Linked DNA regions of Drosophila melanogaster: regions 2, 3 and 4 are each linked to region 1. Evidence: chromatin contacts called from public Hi-C and targeted proximity ligation data. All regions are on one chromosome and are shown on one strand. The core of a region is the stretch at or near the end of the contact, and the rest is flanking DNA. Distances in the headings are between cores, read along the strand shown. Region 1 holds the start of CG31145. Region 2 holds the start of eIF4G2 (eukaryotic translation initiation factor 4G2). Region 3 holds the start of CG4374. Region 4 holds the start of CG10175.

Region 1 (4,062 bases), core at 470-2,969:
TAGGTCTTGTATCTTATATCTTATATCCGACATCTAGGTCTAGGTCGTCGGACTGTCTGACTGATGGCTCGGCGGCCACATTCGGTATTCAGTCAACTAGAAATTCTTTGCCATCTATTTCTGTTGCCTTTTGCGGTTTGTGTGTCGTACTTCTATGTGCCTGTACCAAAATATATATGTATATTCGCATCTATATATACTTGTACTTTTTTTTTGGGCTCGGCGTTCTATGCCTTCTATTATAGAGCCAATTGCAATTTGTCAGACGCCTTTAGAAAAATTATCTAGACGAAATTCAAATGCTCTAGCGGATCGATCGTCGCATGTTCGATCTTTGACGGGGAACTATATGTTAATGCCCGGGAATAGTTTGTTTATGTCAGGAAGTAAGTGGAATTAATGGTTTAGCGTTGAGGAGTTTGGAGCAAGTAATTATGTATAGCACATTATATATTTTAAAAGTGTGTCCACTTATTTGGACAGTATAGGCTTAAACTTTCCTAAAAATCAAACTAAAATACACCCACTTTTTGTAGGTAATGATAATTATACATTTGAAGATTTATTTGATAATGATTAATGATGGGTTTCGAGTAATTTCTACAACTAATATTAGAAAACACTTTTTTGTATGAAAAACTAGTTTTTAACCATTTTTCATTCTAATTAACTTAAGTTGAGCAATTTATCGCATTCAATCCTAGACTTTAGCTAATAAATTAAAATTAATACGGTAATAAATTAACACCTTAAACATCGAATGGTAAAATTTCTATTTATAACTAGAATTGGCTGCGTGCATTTTTCGAATGATTTGTTAATCCCCGATTGGGGTTTACCCAAACCTTTTCCATGTGGAATATAGCCCTTGTGATCTAGGGTATGCTAAATGTGCCAAACCAAATGGGCTGAAATCGCTGACAGGCAAATCTGTTGACTACACACCGTGCATTTTCCGCCCTTCACCAGCCACTTCCACCCCCTTGCCGACAAAAGTGCAACAGGGTCTTATTAGAAACTTGTTTCCGACCACCTTGGCTTTGTTTCTTATTAGCTCTTCAGCTTCTTAGTCAATTACTATTTTAATGCAAGCTTATTAAGCGAACACCCCCGCTATTTTTCAAAAGAGCAAAAGCAAAAGCTAAAAGTGAGAGGAGAGGGAGAGCAAGCTTTGGTCTGTTTACCTTTTCGAGGCGCAATCAGCTGTTTTAGTTTAGTGAGAGCGCCTAAGCAGCAGAGAAAGAGGGAGAGAGTGGATTGAGCAGCGGATGAGAGGATATAACTGTAAAGGCGATACCTTTTTGTCAATTGATTGACAACAACAACGACAACAAGAGAGCAGCGCAGCGACAGCAACAACTGAAGGCATTTTAACTGTGAACGAGAGTATTGCGTACACGGAGAAAATTCGTTGATTAATGGAAACAACTTTAATCTCATATGTGCATTACAAATGTTTGCACTATTGCGAAATTTACCAAGCAAAATGCTTACTGTTGAACTATTTTATAATTCCAAATGCAACGGGTCTTTTAAGAATTAGGGCCACTATTATTTCTTAAAAATGCACTCAGTAATCTGGAAGTACGCCCAATGAGATTCAGTTAGTTGACCATTTTTAAGATTGTTATTCTATTCATTTTTTTTCCTGTGTAGCACTGCGCTGCCTGCGCTCTGCCGCGATTTGAGATTTCTGCTTTCAGTTTTCCGTTTTCTCCGTTCAGTCGCTATCGGAACTTGGTGCTGTCAAGTTTGTTCGTCCGACGCGGTCGTATATCGCTCGTTGGCTTGGTGGGTTGTTGTTTCTGTTTGCTGCCAAAAAGGCAGCCGCTCTCTCCGGGCGCTCTCTCTTTTTTTGGGGCTCCCACGCGTGCACTCCCCTCAGAATAAATCGTTAATTGGCGATTCGCGAAAAATATCAAGGAAAATGCAAAGGTTTAGCGAAATCATCGCGGTGCAGTGAAATACGCTAACAAGCAAGGAAATCGGCACCAAAAAAGATACAGTGGTGCAATCAAGAAGCTTTCCGTGGCTTCGTGTGTGCGTGTGTGTGTGCTCAAGTTCATGGTGTTTGTTTGGTTGTCAGCAACAACAACAATAACATAAACAACAAACACACAAATTGACCAGGGAAATTCTTTAAAGAAATTTAAGTGGAAACACACTACCTAAACTAAAACCAAAGACGTATATTCTAAAGAAAATCATATTGTGAATTTCCTAAGCTTATCAATCAAAATTATGAGCTATAAATCTTCTTATCAAATAAAGAAATTTAATTAAAATAAAGTATTTTTAAAGAATGCAATAAATGGCAAATAAAATACCTAAGAGTATTTCTTAGAATAATGAAAATACAAAAATCGTCGGGAATAGCCCTGCCAATATATGGCAAAAATCAGTATTCAGTTGTTATCAATCTCCAGAGATGTTCTACAGCGCGCCAAACACGGCAAACTATGAGATACAGATACACGGCATGTATCCAAATGTCGAACAAGCTGTTGCTATATATACTCGCATATATGAACAACAGATAAACCGAAGTTAAAGCCCCGTTTTTCCGGTGATTGCAATGTTGTTCAATTTGCCCCGTCTATCTAGATCTGGGTGTCCAACAGTATCTGTATCTCGTGGCGTCATCAGCGGTCGTGTTGATAAGCACTGATAAGCCATCTAATACGCTCCCTATATGGCCCGACTTTTCGCTCTCGCTCTGAGCGTCGAAATCAAGAGCTAAATTTCTGTTATTATTTTTTCACCGCTTTGTTAGCGAAATTTTCTGTTTGTTTTTTTATGTGTCTGTCTTTGCCGGCGACCTTAGACATCATCAAATCAAAGTTTTGCCTCCATTTTGCGCGTTTAATTTGGCCCCAGCTATAATTTGCATATACCTCATATATAAATTAGATTCCCTCGCTCAACGACGCGAAAATTGCTGTGTGTACGACTCTATCAAATATGCAAAAGAAAACGCGAGTGCATAAATAATTGCCATCTTTATAATTGTATCTATTATGATTGCTTTAATTCAAAGCGGAAATATTTACGACCATAAAAAGAAAGAGATTTTCACATAACAAGGAGAAAACATCAAGCTATTAAAAAGTAAAAACAAACTACGCAATTATTGAATTTACATACAATACAAAGGCCAGGGTAAGTTTCTATTTAGTTGAGCAAATTAATTAAGTTGTCTGTTATCTCCATGTATTTCCCATGAAATTGAGTTGACCCCCCCAACTGCCCCTTCCGATTTCCACTCTCTTTTTACCACTAATTTTTTGCTGGCCAACTTACGCAGTTGAAAATCAATAAGCTTTGACTCTTGCTTATCCCTGGCTAAACTCGCCGACGTTTTTCATTAGCAACAGCTGATTGCACAAGCTGCACCCACCGTCGCCCTCTGACCAGTGGCACTCCCCACCCGCAGCGTACCAGATCCACAACCACCCATCATCCACCACCCACCGCACCTTCAATGAGCAAACGCTTAACCTTGGCACGCCTTCGCATACAGTGAACACACCTAGCGTAGAACAAAAGATGGGAAACTCGACTCAAAAGCCTCAAATTGAAGACTTGGATTTGAACAAGCCAGACTGTTACAACTTCCGGTATTTTAGCGATGTTTTATGAAACTAGTAGATTATTTATTATCATCTTGACCTCTTAAGAGCAATATTCTTCTTCAGTTTCAATAGTATAATTAAGTGAGGCCAATTATATATTATTTTTGGTAGCTAATTACTTAATTATATGTACCTAAGAGATAGCAGTTTTACATCATATAGAAATCTCCCCGGCTTTACTTGATATTATGTTAAGCTCAATGAGGTTAAAAAAACGTCAATTAATTCCAACAGTTTTTCCTACTGCATTTTTGTTGCTTTGTACACTCCCCCCGAGGCCTCACTGTATCCTTGGTGGGAAACGCTGCTTTCTCCGCTCGAGCGGTTTGTTGGTGTTTTTGTTTTCGCTGGCCTGGCTTCCTGGCGCCTCATTAGTTTGACTCCCGGTCGCCGATTGTTTGCCAGAGTCTCAGGCATGGGATGTGCCGTC
Region 2 (4,031 bases), core at 1,226-3,725, 150 kb before region 1:
GCAGCAACAATAGCGAGCTGCGACCATGTGATGATGATGGGTAATCCGTGGGCAATCGGCGTGCTCGTCCTTGTCGATGGTTTTATTGTTGCTACTGCTGCTGATGGGGCTTCCGCTTGTCCCTGACGACGCGTTTTCCACGAGGTGGTTTCCCTGACCAACCTGCTCGCTTTCCTCCACATTTTCGGCTGGGCGATTGAAACAAAAGGCGGAATCAAAGCAAAAGTAATTTCGTTGGCTCCCAAATTTTTCCACTCGTATCGAACTTTTGGATGCCTCGACGGTTACCAGAATCCTGCGCTTGCGTGCGTGGGTGAGAATGCCCGGGGTTTTGGTTTTTCGGGCACAGGTGCTTCCAGGCCGGGGGTGGGGCTTAGGTGGGAGTTCGGAATTCCGCGCTTCGACCTTGTTTCAGATTAGGTTTTCTTAATTTTGGTGGGTTTCCTTTAAGCCAGCCAAAGAGCTTGGCGGCAAAGTGTAGTAATCCGTAGTCCTTGGCGAAGTCCTTGTTTCGAGGTCTCAAAGTGCTCTATATACACACATTGCTTCGCTATATATATACATTTATCTGTATGTACTGTCGGTTGGTTATTAATTTTCTGTTTACTTTTTGTATGTTTTAACTTGTAACTTATAGTTGCATAACATTTGCTTTTTGCATTTGCAAACAATGCAATTTACGAATACCGCACTTATGAATTTCTTTTAGAAATTTCTCTAATTATTGCACAATTTTCACATTAACATTTATGGTAGTCGAGCTTATACGCGATTTACTTTGAGTAAATCTTGTGTTTGGTTTTATTTTAATTGATTGTGTTAAATAAACGGTAAAAAAGAAACGAAAAAGTTTTATTTTGGGCTATGCCCATTCTCGTTTTAACGGGTTTTCAGTTCGCGCACTATTTTTATTCGTTTCTACATGGATGCCAAAATTATATGAGTAATATAAGAGTTGATTTCGTAACCGGCTCAGGTGCAGTAGTCGCAGTCGGTTGCAATTTCAGTTTGGTGCATTCTCTTCTTGTTGTGCAGAATTTTTCAGCGCCAAAGTGGAGGAAAGTGATGCGGGAAAAAAGCGTTACGCGCGTCAGGGCGAATCAAGCTTCGGACTTAGTGTGACCGCAGCGGGAGTAAAGGAATTCGCTTTTGGTGTGGCTGCACTCGCGTCCCCGAAAGATACCATGCGGTGCTGAAAGAAATACCAAATTAAATCATTATGGGTTCAAAATATACCAAAAAGCAGAGGCTTTTTTTTTAAGGGGGATTCAATTAATAAGTATACTTTTAAATAAATTAATAAGATGTAAGACGATATTATCTTTGAAAAATGTATAAAATTTAAATAAAACTTTAAAAATCGTATCTTTTTGATCCAAATTTCGGAAAGTGTTGCAATTTCATTTTCGAATTGTATTGTCAAAACCTGCCGCTCAGGTAGCGCACTCAGCGACCGTTATATTCAAAATGTTTGTGCTGAGAGCAAAATTATTGAAAAAAAGTAAGAGCCTCGTCCATTTACTCATCTGTTGTCCTCACACTATCTTTAGTGCAACCGCAAAGGCCACAAAAACATGACAGTACGCACAGGAAAACAAGCATTGCAAATGACTTCACAACTGAAATGGAAAAAAAAAAATGCAAAATACGGACAGTCCGTATGCGGTTTCGTTGTGCCAAGTTAAAATATTTGCATTTGCGGTCTAGTCTTTTTGCATTTTCAACCACCAAATAATCCCTTCAGACTCTGTTTGTGGGCTCTATGTGTATATAATTTTTTTAGGCTGCAATAAGGCTCCGAGTTCATTCTTGCACTCGTTTTACTTTAAAGTTTTGGCCATAGTGTATACTGAGATAAGGAGTAATAAGTAGAGAAGGGTATAGCATTGGAAAAACGGATACTAGAGGGAGGTGAGGGCGCAGAGTAAAGGATTATGTGGGAAGTGGAGGGCGTTGCGCATCCGGCAAAACAGAAAGAGCAAAACTTTTACTACAAGCGCGTAAACACTGCAATTTCTGCACGAGGGGTAGTCTAAGAGCATTAAGGGGAGGCAATCCGGAAGTTGCGAATGGAATGGAAACAGGATTCTGCGCATATGCTGTCCTACGAATGCGTAAATTATGAATATATCATTCAAATTAAAATGTAAAGTTAGAATAAACAATAATAACAGCGAAATATGTGTGGAATTTATATGATATTCTGCGTCATGCACCACAATGCGCATTATATAATAATTGTTATTATAACACCTGCATAAGGCCTATTTTTCTATTTCGAAAGAATGATTATTCTTATGATGAAGAACGTTCAAAATATTACGCGCCAAGCTTGAATCCAAGTTCTCCACCCCGGTTTGAGGACGCACTAAAATGTATAATATTCCTGCGGGATATTTCTGGAACTTTCACAATCGATATTCGCTGCGTAGACATCGATGCTGCCGCCATCGAGTTATGTTCCATCCCTACGTGCAACGGTCACTCTTATTTCATCAAACGAAACGGACGTGTTTCTGCAGACTATTTACATTACAAAATTGTTTGTAACAGATAGTGAGCCGTGTATACATAACGAGGTGAAGCAGACGATGCACTAATGTAAAGGCGCAGTGCCAGAGCAACTTTTTGGCGTGTTCCCCGCGTGGAACTGCATTTTTTTTTGTTTCCTTCCTCAGTTTTGTGTGTGGAGTGCGAGCGAGAGAGCGTGCTAGCGAGCAGGAGCAGAACGGTAAGTACTGGCGGCCAGACAGAGACAGAGAGAGCGCAAAAAAAGAGCGAACGGCAAAAAGTCAAAACGGTAAAAAAACATAAACCAACGCCTCGCCTTTTCGGGGAAAAGTATTACCTGAAAATCTGAAAAAGGTTAAAAACCTACAAAAAGTCCCCTTGCCATTAGTGTCAAATTACGAATTGGCACTTGGCTGCCCATTTCTCATTCTCAATCCGGGGCTGAGGCTGCTCAGCTGGACAAGGAGAGGGAATAAATTCGTAGCAGGCGCTGCTTTGGTGTTCATATTCATCATATTGTAATTTTGATTCCTCGCAATTGCAAAATTTAAGCATACGTTTTAACTTCCTCTAACGCCTTTAATTACAGAACAAATTACCGTGAAATTTTAGCACTAGCCGTACGTTATTTTGTATATTTGTACGCATGTACGTGTACGTGCCCCTCGTCCGTCTGCACAAATGCAGATGTGCATGTGCATCACAGTGAATTGGAGTATTTTTATACATGGAATATCTGAGCTATTGTAGTATTCCGGATAGAGCCAACAACCACAAAGACGAGGAGTTTCCACGAGAAATAGGAAAAAGGAACGGAGGAGCAAATAAGCAGCAGCAGGAGGAGGCGTAGAGCTTGACCAGGTGTCAAGGGAAGCCGGATAGGCTTAAAGGCAGGTCTACCTTAGGAACTAAGAAATAGGATAAATCGAATACCCTTATAATCATCACATCTACCAATCGAAGCACAGGAAGCGGTAAGTTTCGAAATCTGACTTACAACTTACTCCCATTCTAGTATTTGCTTGCTTTTTCACGCAATTTACATTAATTGTTTGTTTATTAGTTTAATAACACACTACTACTACTATAACACACTGCCTCCAGTACGAATGCACTCCCAATAAGCGATCGCGATCCCATTTAGAGCAGCACCCACACACTCCAACTGGTTTTGTTTACAAACAAACATGAAACAAGTGAGCCTATCTGCCAGCCAGGTTTTCGTTTTCCTCGCCATGGAGTGAAAAGAGCCATGCACGTACTTCGTCTGCTGGAAAACTGGTTTTCTTCTGGCTTGAAGGTGCTTGGCCGCAAACTGCAGCGGAGTTGGTTTTTCTAGGCCAGCAGAGAGCTCCAAAGAGAACACCACAGTGAATATTGGCCAATGTTTGTCTTCATATTCTTATCAATCAGCATTGAACGCTTGCTTAGCAAAACAACAATGAAATTCCGTTTGGTAGTATTATAACTAAAAGAAATCATATCGTAAACAGTTTTAAGTGATCTAGTTCTTGCGGTCT
Region 3 (3,695 bases), core at 462-2,961, 200 kb after region 1:
CAGTCGTTTTACACTTGTCGCCGGCAGTTACCAAAGTTGGCAATTGCCGCGCCACTTTTATGTGGCCTCCGCCTCTGGGACCTGCGGACGGATCAAATACTCAGCTAGGTGCAAACGCCGCACGTCAATTGCTGCATTAGGCCGCAATTCCGATTCCGACTGCGATAGCAGTACCGCTACACTCAAAAAATTCCAAATTCCAAATTCCAAATGAAAAAATGCATTAATATATTGAGTCAATATTTTGAGCTGAAATTTGTAATGACTTTTACAAGCAATACTTTAACTTTGGGAACAAGGATTAAGTTAAGCTGGTGTTTCGGAATACTTAATTAAACATTTGGTATTTCCTCTCAGATGCAACCTAGAGTAATTATTTTTTCTAAGTGCACTATCACCCATCCCAATCGCAGCTCCAATTCCGAATCCGCGCAAACAAGTTGTCATTGTCGCGTTATTTATGACAATGTTCGGGATGTTTCTGTTACCCTTTTGCAGCTCGCGACTCCTGCAACACTTGTTTATGTTAATGCCGTTCGGTGGTCCATTGGGGTCTCACCTCTCCAACTGACTCCCCCTGCACACCCTATTTCCCCCCTTTTTTGGTACCCCCCGCTCTAGTGACAGCGGCTGGCCATTCAAGTGTCCGTCAATTGGCTTCGTTAATAGAGTTCGAGGCGGCAAGTTCGTGCTGCCGGGAAGCTGACCAAAAGTGGCGGGCGTGTGACAATTAAATTGTCAAAGTCGCAACCTTTGGACGTGTGGCAAGTGTCGCCTGTCCGCTGAAACAGCTCATCCTGCCCCTCTCTCTTTTTTCGTATAGTTTTTGAGCTCCTTTCAATTATGATTTGTATCTGAAGTTTGAAAATGAAAATATATTCTCACAAGCACTTTTCGCTTCCTTTTTGCCGCGATAAATGAGCCTCGATAGCCGTAATATCCAGGCGTGGCCGACCAGGAAATGTGTGTGCTCTTTTCTGTTGCGGCTTAATGAAATTCATATAATTTTATTCAATTTCTTATCAGTCCGTTTTCGCCCTAAGCAGTGGCTTGAAAGAGCATACAAGCTCTCTTAACTTCACTTCTCTTTGATCGTTAAGACGCGGCTGACTTCGCAGCCGACGTCGTTCCAGACGCCTGACTTGAAACCCCCTTTTTTATTGGTCAAAAGCAGATCGGCAACTGATATTGCAGCCAACTGGAAATTAACCGCTAAGCCAGTCGCTCTCCACTGGAAGGCCCCACCACAGAGAATGGGCTAAGAGAGCGAGATTCGCGATAAACACGAAGCAACGAACGACGCTGGCAGCGATCGGTGCACAACAGGTTTTCATGGCTTAGCGCTTTTAGCGGCTTTTTTTTCCAGCCAGAGAGTTCGGGCCGTGTTGCTGTTGTTGTTGTGGCTGAGGTTGTGGTTGTTGGGGTGCTGGACTGTATTACTCGGTCAGTCGGTCTTCGAGAGGTTGTTGCCTGTTTTTGCCGAGAGATCTTAACGTTTTGCAACGCTGCTGTTGCTGTTGCTGCTGCTGCTTCTCCTGCCGATGTTGCTGCTGCACCGGCATTGCAACGTGTTGCTGTCGCTGCTGCGTCGCTGCTGCCATTGCTGCTACTGCAGTCGGGCTGTGAGCCGATTGCAATTTTTATCCTCTTGCAGTTTCTGTGCGACTTTCTTGCGGGACTGTTTAAGCTGTTTGCGACTGCGCGCTAAAATACGTTCGCAATTTTAGCTGAGTTTGTATTGAGTTTTCTCGTTTCGCTGGCGAATCGCGTGCGCGTTTTTTGTTGTCGCGTGCGCGCGTTTCCAGGGCGTTTTGCGTGCGATTTTCGTCGCTATTGTGGACCTGGCCAATGAACTGCGCGTATATCGAAATGGAAATGCTTTTTTCGTTTGGGGGCCGAATGAAAATGAAAATCCCGCCTGCAGCTGGCACTCAAACTTAATTTGTTACTGTGTGGCTACCTACTGAAAATAGTGCTCGTAAAAAGTCTGGCCAACAGTAAAAAGCTATTCAGTGCGGCCATAAAACCAAATCAAAACATATATGCCAGTTTGTAGCCCCATATGCCCTATGCCAAGACAAGACTAGCATACATATAAAGTAATATTAACAAAAGACAAAACTCGTTTCGATCGCCGACAAAAAACAAAAATACACGAGAGTATAAATAAATAAAAAGGCAAATTAAATTAAATTTATTTTTAATTACTCGCTGGCCAAAAGATCACATAAAGAGCGTGCAATAAAATATTTGTATCAGTAAATTAATTATATTGTATATAGAAAAACATGTTGCAATAAAGCGGTCTTTTAATGGCACACAAATAAAGAAACAGAGGCTCTAACTAAGTCTCCGATTCAGCTTCACTTCAATCTTCTCGCCGGGCGAAAAAACGAAAGACTTAGGCAACGAACGCGCTGCCATTTTGTGGTGTCATTTGTTTGCAGCAGATAACGGCGCTTCGGGCGCCTCCGAATTGCCAAGTGATAGCAGCCGTAACAAACTAATTGACAACTCAAATCCTGCCGGACCGCACAAAAAAAAAAAACAAAACTAAAATACAACACAAAATAAAAAAAAAGTTTAAAAGAAACAATTGTTAAACAACGTTTCGCCTGCCACTCGGACTGTCGGTTTGTCGGCTTGTGGACCTGGTCGGCAGCACCACTTCAATCAAATCGCTTCGCTGCCCCAAACGACGACAATTGCCAAGTGTGCCGCTTAATGTCTTCAAATGCATTTCACCAACACAGCCTGGCTGCTGCTGCTGCACAACAACGAAAAAAGAAGCTGAAATAAATTTGCATAAATATTTCACTTGCCAGTTTTTGCTGCCAACCACATCCGCGTTTTATAGATTGAGCCTGGCTAAGATATCCGAGTGTGTGAGTGTGGTATCGCGTGTGTTTTTGTGGCCTTACTACTGCGAGCCGCGATCACAAGGAGATTCTGGGGGAGATTCCGATTCCAATTCGGAGCAAAGAGCCGTCAAAATCGTATTTGCCCTGCCGCAGGTGAGTTGTGTTGAACCGGAGCTTAAGTCGAACCGTTTGCTTCGGTTTTACGCGTTTGTAATTGCATTTTATGTGCAACTGCCGCCCATCGAGTGCTGAGCTTTTGCCTTTTGGCCAATGGAGATTTATCAATTAGCAGAGACAGCGATTTCAAATACAATTAACTGACAAGTCAACTGCCGCTTTTGTTGTTTGACCATAAAACCGTTAGTTAAAGCATTTTTAACTACAATTAATTGCTATCTTTTTCGAGCAGTGAGAAACTGTGCGAGTGAAAACTCCAGCATGGCTCTAAAAATAATTTATATCCAGTCTGGCTTATGCTAAACCCAGAGTGCAGCAACAACAGCAATAGCAATAATCAGAGTGAGCCATAATTACAAGTTCAGTTGAGCAATTTAAATAAAAACACTTCAACACTTTAACAATTGACGCGTCCATATGGTCGATGGTGCTGGTGGGATTGTTAAGAGTCTTGTGATGCAATTTATTGGAAAAGCGATTTATTTTTTCTTCCTCCTGTACAATTAAGAGGAAATACAGCTGTGAGCAAACGGAGTTTTTTTTGCTTGTTTCATTTTATATTGATAATTACAATTGCATGAGGCATTAGTGCTTCGCTTTTGGAGAGGAACTGGGTATGTTGGTCATTGCTGATGTTTGGCAAATAATGGGGCTTTT
Region 4 (3,608 bases), core at 131-2,630, 140 kb after region 1:
TTTAAGGCCAGAACAACAGACATTCAAACCGCTGACAGAATGCACAAAATATGAATTCATGAACAGAATCGTATATTATTGTGGTTGTATTCAGTGTGTTTTTAATTTTCCATTTCGGGGTTTATTTGCACAGTGCGGCGGCATTCTTTTGTTTACGATCTGCGCTTGGCTAAATATTAAACCTGGCTGCAAAGCATCGGAGTGAGAACAAACGGCAACGAGGTCACCAACCAACCTCCTCCGAGAACGATTAATCAGTGGAAGATTCCCCCGTTTAATTGTTCCGCTAATATAGCAACTGAATGCCTTGACGATCGAGTTGGGCAATCGCTTAGTTAATTACACGGGCTTCGTGAAAAGTTCATTTCCATCCGGCGTTTGCCATTAATTGTTAACGTTAACTTTAGTCGCCTTTACAGTTGTCATTCCATTGCCATTGGCCAGCTTATTTTCCACACCGAGATCGCACTGCCTTGGCTTATTGTGCCACAGATTATTAGTTGCATCCTTGATCTCAAACGGTAAACGAGACTGGCCATCTCTAACCCCAGTGTCAACTGCTTTTCCGCGGTGGCAATAAACGAGTCCAATTTCACGTGCCCGCTGTTGTGGCTACAAACTGAAGTTAGCCGCATTTTAGATATCTGCCTCTGCACAATGCCAAAAAAGGGGGACGGGCTGACACTAGAATAAGCTTACTATGGGCAGGCCACCAATTGCCAAAATTGAATTTGATATATAATTTTGCATAATTATGCGTGAGCCGGCGTGACAGCGGACCCGAAATGAGTACGGCCATAATTTAAGACCGCAGAAGCACAGCTATTCAAACAAACTGTTAATCTGGTGTCCATCGTCTGAAATTTTATATGTATATGCTGCTAGCCGAGGGAATACCCTTTCAGTCATTAGTTTTATAAGAGGTCTTAACTATTAATTAGTTTCTAGAAAGCAATTAATCATTTAGGGAATAGTGTTTTAAAGTAACAAAGGTGTTTTGTTGCTCATTGCAGTTATTATTGTAAATTAGCAGAGTCTTGAACAAATAAACAAATAAAATAACAAATAAAATTTACAAAAATCACTGATAAGCTGTGTGAGTTGAGTTATATATAGTTAAATTCATTTAACTTTTCACATTCTAGGAAAAGCGTTACAGTCCCCAGAAAGTACTTTAGTTTGCTAAATGCGGTCTTACGACTACGGTGATTCCAGAATTTGAACACTTAAAGTTACATTACCAACTACGAATTCAGCTCATGTCGTATAACCATTTTTACCGATCATCCAGACTGCTCGGCATGTTTTGCATGCCGCAGCTGGTTAAGGTATAAGCCGCAGCAATTTGACGCTTAAGCGCACCGCTGCACAGTCGCAGCTTCAGTTTGTCGGCGACAGTCGAACGTGGAGCACGAAACATTCCGGTACGCGAAGAGTACGATATTGAAGCCGAAATCGAATGAAGTCGAAACGAATCGAATCGAATTGAGTTGACCAGAGCGCAATCGATGTGGCGGGCCAAAGACTCGGGCCACAAACTTGAACTTGCCCAACACACGAAGCCAATTACATGGTGCATAAAAAGTGTTTTAGTGCTCAAAAATGATGGTCAGAGTAATTCCGAGAAATAATCAAATCTAATGCTGATTGACACCTATTAGGTTGACACATTTACCCCACAAATCTGTTGCAAATAGCGTACTGCAGTTGCCGTCTTGTTGAGTCATTGAGCAGGGTTCAAGAAAAATATGTGTGTCAAATATTTGTCTGTTTGCTGGTGAAATATTTGCGAGCCAGCTTTTGTTAATGAAACTCCAGACCCGAGTAGATGTGTCAGCATAAGCAGATGCCATTCGAACGGGCATGGGCCTGGCGAATTTGAAAATAGTTTTAAATTAGTTCCGTTTTTGCTGCTTGGCCCCGGCTACCATTTTATATAATGGGTCAAGCGAAATTTACTGTTAAGCGGCGCACGCCAAAAGCCACTGGGCCATCATCTTTTTGGCCAAACTCTCGCTTTCTCACACCTCTCTCTTTCTCCTCTCTATCTCTCTCGCTTTTGGCTCGCTTTATCTCTTCATTTCTTTCAGTCATTGGCTTGGCTTAATTTTTTCGTGTTATTTTCTCAGTCAATATTTACCTTTTTTGTTTTGCTCGTCGCTTACGTAAGGCGTCGCAAGCCCGTCTGGCCGGCTCCAGGCCAAGTCTGCATCACCACCGCCACCTCCATCTGGGCCTGAATCCCGATCCCACTTGCATTTGCAGCTCCCGATCAGCTGCTGTCACTGCGATTTTCCGACCCGTTTAGCTGGCAATTTGTGTTGGCCCTCTCTGACTCTCTCTTACTTCGGCTGCCAGCTCTTCAATTGGCCTGGTCATTACAAAATAGCCACATTCTGCTATTGGAACAGTTGGCTTTAGCTCAATCGTTGCCTATTGCAGCATTGCGCAAATTCCAAGTCCAATTTGCATATGTTTCTTGTAATCATAAGGCATAGTTTTAATAAGCTGGATTTATGGCCTAGAGAAAAGCGCACAGCTGATCGACAACCCCCTCTCTTTTGGCTACTCTGCATCTCCAGCTGGTCGGACAACTTTCAAGGAAAGTGCAAGTGTTGCCATGGCATTGTGGCAACTTCAAATGGCTTAGTGAGTCAAGGGGGTTGGAGAGGGGAGAGCGGCAATGTCGTGTCTTTTGTAAAAGGAGGAAGTGGCTCTGGGTTACTGGTTTGCTGGGGGCGTGTTTATTGGCAATATCGGTATATACATATATGTGTTATGGCCCAGTTTAACGAAACTGTTAAGGAAGCGGAACTATAATTAACACCCCTACTAGCTAGGCCAAAAGGTTTCCATATCTGGTTGATTAACAGATTTATGGATACCACGAACGAAGTTCGTTAGCTTCTTTGAGACCTTCTCGCCCTGATTTCCGGTCTTGCCATTCAATTAGTCCATTGTCATTGGGTCTGTGTTTTTATGTAAAAAATATTTTAAATAAATTTATATGCGTGTATGCCATAATGTGGAATAAACATATAGCTATATGAATTCCTAATTCATCATACGCCCTGTGAGCATGCAAAATATTTGGTGACCTCTCGTAAGGAAAAAAATAACACGGCAATAAAAACAGCAGCAGCAAAACAAAATTGAATAATGTCTGTATTAGCCCAAGACAAGCACTGCGAACAAATTCGAAAATAATCGCAAGCAATTTAAATTGAGACCACCACTGACTGGCGGTGGAAAAACTGAAAACTGAGCCAAGTTAGTGGCTTTGAGCCAAGTTGAGTGGAGTCAAGCGCAAGAGCGTCTAAAAGCCAAGCAAAGCCGAGCAAGCTGTTGACATTCGCGTCTTTGTCTTGGCCCTGACCAAGAAGTTGGCTCAGAAGCGTTGCGCACTTCGATTCGATATTCGGTTCGGTTCGTTTTCGGCTTGGACATTGACGTTTGGCAAACACATTTGGCCATAACACGGGCCATCGCCTAATGCATTATTCCAATTTGTTTACCCAGACAACAAGCAAACGCACAATGACAACCACTGGACTTCGACCACTGCTGAGCCTTCTGTTCCTTGGATTGGGTGTGATACTCCTCTGTGA

Evidence for each region. Hi-C and Micro-C count contacts between places; a contact is called where the count stands out from the background.
Region 2: a Hi-C map of the Kc167 cell line shows a contact between it and region 1, with 4 times the contacts expected there. A contact is called at or near these places in 3 of 107 Hi-C or Micro-C datasets (the Kc167 cell line and the S2 cell line).
Region 3: a targeted proximity ligation map of the S2 cell line shows a contact between it and region 1, with 5 times the contacts expected there. A contact is called at or near these places in 5 of 107 Hi-C or Micro-C datasets (the Clone 8 cell line, the S2 cell line, cellular blastoderm embryo and 2 more) and 1 of 7 datasets of targeted methods (the S2 cell line).
Region 4: a targeted proximity ligation map of the Kc167 cell line shows a contact between it and region 1, with 4 times the contacts expected there. A contact is called at or near these places in 6 of 107 Hi-C or Micro-C datasets (the Clone 8 cell line, the Kc167 cell line, the S2 cell line and 2 more) and 3 of 7 datasets of targeted methods (the Kc167 cell line and the S2 cell line).

What each region holds. Positions count from the first base shown.
Region 1 is chr3R:23,667,316-23,671,377 of dm6, reverse strand. CG31145 reads left to right here and starts at 1,719. Exons shown (of 17, transcript NM_001369999.1): 1 at 1,719-1,791; 2 at 3,038-3,159.
Region 2 is chr3R:23,817,681-23,821,711 of dm6, reverse strand. It overlaps eIF4G2 (eukaryotic translation initiation factor 4G2), which reads left to right and starts at 2,475. Exons shown (of 7, transcript NM_001300560.1): 1 at 2,475-2,731; 2 at 3,101-3,485. CG33111 reads left to right here and starts at 2,475. Exons shown (of 9, transcript NM_176548.4): 1 at 2,475-2,731; 2 at 3,101-3,485. CG34355 reads right to left here. Exons shown (of 15, transcript NM_001300559.2): 2 at 1-1,192. The coding sequence starts at 182.
Region 3 is chr3R:23,470,294-23,473,988 of dm6, reverse strand. CG4374 reads left to right here and starts at 1,711. Exons shown (of 4, transcript NM_142889.3): 1 at 1,711-3,014.
Region 4 is chr3R:23,528,758-23,532,365 of dm6, reverse strand. It overlaps CG10175, which reads left to right and starts at 1,380. Exons shown (of 8, transcript NM_001300557.1): 1 at 1,380-1,424; 2 at 3,520-3,608. The coding sequence starts at 3,538.